2 separate regions of the Mus musculus genome follow, and region 1 is linked to region 2. A link is a contact called in public Hi-C data. All regions are on one chromosome and are shown on one strand. Each heading gives the region's core, a stretch centred on a gene start, on an enhancer-like site or on the middle of the called end of the contact. The rest is flanking DNA. Distances are from core to core; before and after follow the strand shown.

Region 1 (2,700 bases), core at 66-2,565, 540 kb before region 2:
TGTATCTAGGGATTAAAGGAAATATTCTCTTTTAGAGAACCAAGCAAGAAAGCACCTAGACTAAGTTTAGCTTCCCAGAAACATCTCAGAACGCTGCCCCCTAATCTCCAACCTTCACAAATACCAGTGTAATGTGTTTATCCAGTTACTTGGTAATCACTTGGTAAACCTCTGATATAATTCTCCAAGGAAATGGTCTCCCTTTCATCATCTTCTAAATCCTTTCAAGTTCTTGCCTGGAAACCTTTCCTTCCCTGAAGAATTCACTTCTCCAGAGCTGGTAAACTCCACACACCTATCACCACCATCAGCAGTGGTGCCTTTTGCCCAATGCACGGTTTGAGGAATTTTCGAGTATGAATGGAAATGATTATTTTGCTTTTCCACTGGCTGTAGACTAAGTGTTTGGTTTAGCTTGAATTATAAAATATACATTCGCTAAATTCTGCCATGCTCAGCCTGAGAAATGCAGAGAAGCAAGATCAGTAATTTCTTTTCTTTTCTTTCTTTCTTTCTTTTGTGTGTGTGTGTGATTCACCATTGCCCACTACAGACCCACTGTTCGACAGTCCCTAATATCAGCAATAACCCAGTCGTACATTAAAACAGTTAAGAGCACTGGTTCTAGGAGGTAGAGGAAGCGCATAGAATGAGCGAGGCTCTAGGTTTAATCTGCAGTAGCAGGGCAAGTTGCGAAGCCCGTCTGTCTAGCCCCAGAAGGTGTAAGACTGCTGACCAGGTTTCTCATCCCCAAAATGTGCATAAGAACTCTCAGGAGGTCGGTTAATTCAGTCCTCTTCTCTGCCTGGTTTACGGCTGGCACCTTAATGTTACTTCTGCAACCTGTTTAGTAAAGGCTTGCAAAAGCACTTGGAAGCCCGTATCTGAGATCGGGATTGACGGAGAACGAAGGTCACGTGATCTCGCCTAGCCTTGCGGGATCCCGGACAGCCCAGGCGGAAAGAACCAATCCTAGTTCCCAGGTAAGCGGATTACCTGGGCAGCAGGGAGCAGAGTCGGAACCCGGGCGGTAATGGCCGCGGATGCCAGGCTCAAAGAGCGCAGAGCACTCGTCAGCGCACACAGCGCCATGGGCCGGCCGGGCTCCTCCGCGCCGTGCTCGCTTTTACCTTCATCCAGAGCCTGGCGCTCTGGGATGACGTTCCGGTCCCGGTCCCGTCGCTTTCCAATGACGCGAGAGAGGCGGGCACAGAACGGCAGCGCCGCAGGATACACGCTTTCTTGCCTCTCCAAAGAACAAGTTCTCAGCCAATCATCGGGGGGGGGGGTTGCTCGGGTCACGTGACGGGCGGCAGTCCCCGCCCCTTGGAGCCGTCAAAACAATTGCCTCGAGCGGCAGCCATGATAAATTTAAAGGGGCAGCACCCACGGAGGCGGTAGCCGGACCGGCAGACTGCAGGTGAGTCTTTGGGAGTACCCCTGGGGCTGAGAATTAAGATTACACTGACTCTTATTCCCACATTCCGGGACAAATGAATAAGTCCCTTCCTACTAACCTCAGAAAACTTTAGACTGACTCAAAAACTCCGCCCCCCCGCGATTCTTCCCCGCCCCTCGGCGTCCAGACAGTGGGATAACCTGCCCCGCCCCCTATGGGAACCCCTGACTGTGACCTCGAGCTGGTCTGATGTCGGGTCCCGGGCAGCAACTCTGTTCTCACTCACTCTGCCCTTCCTCTCCCCTCAGCCTTTGGCGATCTTACTCTGTCCTCACCCTCGGCCCTCGGGGCGAGGCAGGAACCTTAGACACTCCTGAACTGTGGGCCCTCAGGCTTCGGTAGCCTGCGCTCGGAGCCTTGCTCCGTGACCCCACTGTGCTCAGCAGATCTGCTATGCATCCCTGAACCATCCGGCACTTGCGAGACATTTTAAGGCGCCTGTTAGGTGATTATGTCAGACAAAGCTATGGAAGGAGGCGATTGCCGTAATCCTGTTGGGAATCCTAACCGGGTCTCCCTTCTCAGGGACACCACACCCCTTGCTGCAGGTCTCCTTATCGGGAGAAAGTAACTGCACCGAGCTGGAATGAGGAGAGTGACTTAAGGAAGAAGGGACATTAGTACAAGTCTTTGAAGAACCTGTAGGCTGGAGGAGGGAGGGTGTTTGTCCTGGGTGGGGCTCCGTGCCAGGTCCTCTGAGAGGCTGTGAGGTGGTGACAGAGAAGGGGTGGGACTGCCGGACTTCTGGACTTTGGGCAGTACAAAGCCTTCTAAATCCTTAGTTTCAGGTCAGAGTTTCTTCCGGGCTCTGGCCTGGGAGCCGCCTGAAGCCAAGAGCTTCTGCTCTGTAAGCAGGTAAGGAGACTTCAGGGATGAGTTTGGAGGAAGTAGGAAGACCGGCTGAATTCGGGGGGGGGGGGGGGGAGTGAGGCCAGAAGGTGGTTTGGAAGGAGATCAGCAGGTTGGGAGGTGCTGGGCTTAGTGCCTTTGCTGATGCAGCCTGAAGACCTTGAACCTTCCAGAGCCTTGTCATGACGGCTGCTGTTTCCTGTACTCCCACATCCCTAACCTTGGGTCCTTCCCCTTTATTGGGACACTGCTTTCTGCACAGCTCTCCCACAAGTCCTCTGTGATTCTTACAATGCTTCAGATCCCCTGCTTCCTTTCCCTAACCTATGCTCTGTCTCCAATTGCCAAGTCCTGAATTCCTCTAGCTCCAAGCCTGCCCGATTGTCCTACAG
Region 2 (2,700 bases), core at 198-2,697:
TTGATTCCCCTGAACTGAATCCCTTATTGGCCACTCTTTCTTCTTTTTTCCTTCTTCTTCTTCCTCCTCATCCTTCTTCCTTCTTTCTCCTTCTCCTTCTTCTATCTTCAAGACAGGTTATCTCTATGTAGCCCTAACTGTCCTAGAACTCTCCTAGAACTCGCTCTGTAGGCCAGGCTGGCCTTGAACTTAATCTGCCTGCCTCTGTCTCCTGGGATTAAAGGGGTGCTACCACTGCCCAGTTTATCTATCTGCCATTCTTTTTTTTTTTTTTTTTTTTTTTTGGTTTTTCGAGACAAGGTTTCTCTGTATAGCCCTGGTTGTCAACTCACTCTGTAGACCAGGCTGGCCTCAAACTCAGAAATCTGCCTGCCTCTGCCTCCCGAGTGCTGGGATTAAAGTTGTGAGCCACCACGCCCAACTTATTTCTCAGTTTTAACTAATATTCCCTGGTTGGCCAATTTTAAAGACAAGTCCCTTCCCGCATCATTTCTTTATCTACATCACTTATCCTTTCCTGCTTCTCACAGAATACAGAAAAGACTATATCCAGAAAGACCTTTTCACTCTGCCAAACTCCATCCTTTTACGAGCCTGTTCAAGAGCATCCTCTTTATGAAAATTTCAAACTGACTTTGCTATTTCTGGTTACAGAATCTTACTGTACTTTTTCATGCAAACGGATAACTTCCGTTTATTGGTGGGGATGTATACATAGCTCGTTAGAACCCAAGGAAGCCGTGCTTTTTCCCTTTACAGTCCTTTTACAGCTAGACTCACAGCGTTTGACCTTCAGTAAGGTCTCAGATGATGCTAGAATCTGGTTACCTTTCCAGATTTAATATTAATGAAATGCAGACCTAACATTTAGCAAGTCTTAGTTGTTCAACTGCCATTGCACTTTGGCTGCTATCTTACAAGTCCGTAGCTTAGGCAGAGAAAGTGACCATTTAATCACACATTTTTCAGAGAAGAATTGATAAGGTGGGCTTGGCGGCATGCTTTAACCAAGGAGGAGGCGATTTGGAAAATGATGGGAGAATTAACACTCAGCCTTTATAGCTTTTCTGAACTCTGAGACATTCTTCTCTTTGATCTTTAAACGACCAGGTCTTTCTCTCAGTTCTCCTTGACTTTCGGAAGACACTGAGAACCGGGAGGTGAAGCCACCCCGCCAGCGTCTGTAAAGCCTTTAAGCGGCCCGCGGGGGATCGCACCTCCCGGGTCTCAGAGTCGCTGAGAGGGAGGGGCACATCGCGGCTGGCTGAAGTGTCACGACGCTCTCCTCAAGTCCCGGGGGTCGCTGGGTCCTGGGACTCACCTTCTCTCAACCCGCGAGCTGGAAGCCATAACCAGCCAGTGGCAGCGGGGCCTGCCAGGAACGCTTGGAGCTGCCGCCCGCAGCCTGACACCAGAGCCCTGAGGGCCGCCATCTTGGAACGCACCTGACCGCGTGTGCACTTCCGCTTCCGGAGCAGGGGTGTGCGCAGCCGCTGTGCGGCGGGAGGGTTTCTCGTGGTCACCGATCCCTTCTGTTTCTGTCACCTCCTCTGTCTGTAAATTACACGCCACCCGGTTTCCTTAGTTTTTCTTCCTGCTGGGCAGCTTTTGTGACTGAGGCTAGACCTGTCAGGACAGATTGGGATGGTAAGGACTCTGGCCCTCAGCATCAGAGGTGGAATACAGTTGACCACCCCTCCCACCTGCCGATCTTTGTTGCTAATACACACTTTCTTTTCTTTTCTAAAAGATTTATTTATTTAGTTAGTTAGCTAGTTATTTAATGTATATGAGTACACTGTAGCTGTACAGATGGTTGTGAGCCATCATTGCTTGCTCTCCTGCCCAAAGATATTATTATATCTAATTACACTGTAGCTGTCTTCAGACACCCCAGAAGAGGGCGTCAGATCTCATTACAGATGGTTGTGAGCCACCATGTGGTTGCTGGGATTTGAACTCAGGACCTTCGGAAGAGTGGTTGGTGCTCTTAACCGCTGAGCCATCTCTCCAGCCCCTTATACACACTTTCAATCTTTGTGTTTATATACACTTCCCTGATTTCTTGCAGGGTTTGGAATTATAGAATGCTTTGGTCAGGAGACAGGATTCCTACAAATGACTTTGGTCAGTCCGCCAGTGCAGAGAGGAATGCGAAGCTGGGCCACCCTAGTCACCCTTGTGGCTGCATCCTGGGAAGCCCAGGGCATCCCTAGTTCTTTATGAATGGAAACAACACCGCTCCCCCCTCCCCCCCTATAAAGAGTCACTGCCAGCGTTTCCCACATTGGCACCTCTTTTGTCCTTCACTGTTTTGGAATGAACAGACCTCTCTGCGGAGAAAAGGCTTTAGCCTCTTTTTCGGTCTTCTGTCTCCCTACACTGCCTAAGAGATCTAACATTTGGTGTCAAAGCCCGGGTTGCTGCACCACCATTATGCTAGGTTATTTAAAGGCAGCTGTAGAGAGACAGAAAGAGAGGCTCAGTTTGTCCTTAGCAGGGACAATGCTTATTCTCAGCAAGGGAAGATGGGCAACAGCCCCTTACAGGAGTAGAAATGACTTCGTAGTCTGAAAGGGAAGCTGAGAGATGTGGCCTTTCAGCTGGAAACAATCAGTTAGCCCATGCATCATAAAAGGGAGCTCACTCAGTTGGGGGTGATGTAGTGGATTCTGACCCATTAAGTTCTTCCCATGGATG

What was found. Hi-C and Micro-C count contacts between places; a contact is called where the count stands out from the background.
Region 1: a Hi-C map of CD8 T cells shows a contact between it and region 2, with 6 times the contacts expected there. The contact joins the promoter of Klc4 here to the promoter of Mrps18a in region 2. A contact is called at or near these places in 1 of 484 Hi-C or Micro-C datasets (CD8 T cells), 1 of 115 datasets of contacts at active chromatin or transcription factors (stem cell-derived neural progenitor cells) and 1 of 9 other capture datasets (liver).

The regions. Positions count from the first base shown.
Region 1 is chr17:46,644,695-46,647,394 of GRCm38.p6, reverse strand. Klc4 (kinesin light chain 4) reads left to right here and starts at 1,315. Exons shown (of 16, transcript NM_001357130.1): 1 at 1,315-1,420. It overlaps Mrpl2 (mitochondrial ribosomal protein L2), which reads right to left and starts at 1,166. Exons shown (of 7, transcript NM_025302.4): 1 at 997-1,166; 2 at 1-5. The coding sequence starts at 1,092.
Region 2 is chr17:46,109,751-46,112,450 of GRCm38.p6, reverse strand. Mrps18a (mitochondrial ribosomal protein S18A) reads right to left here and starts at 1,447. Exons shown (of 6, transcript NM_026768.3): 1 at 1,322-1,447. The coding sequence starts at 1,433.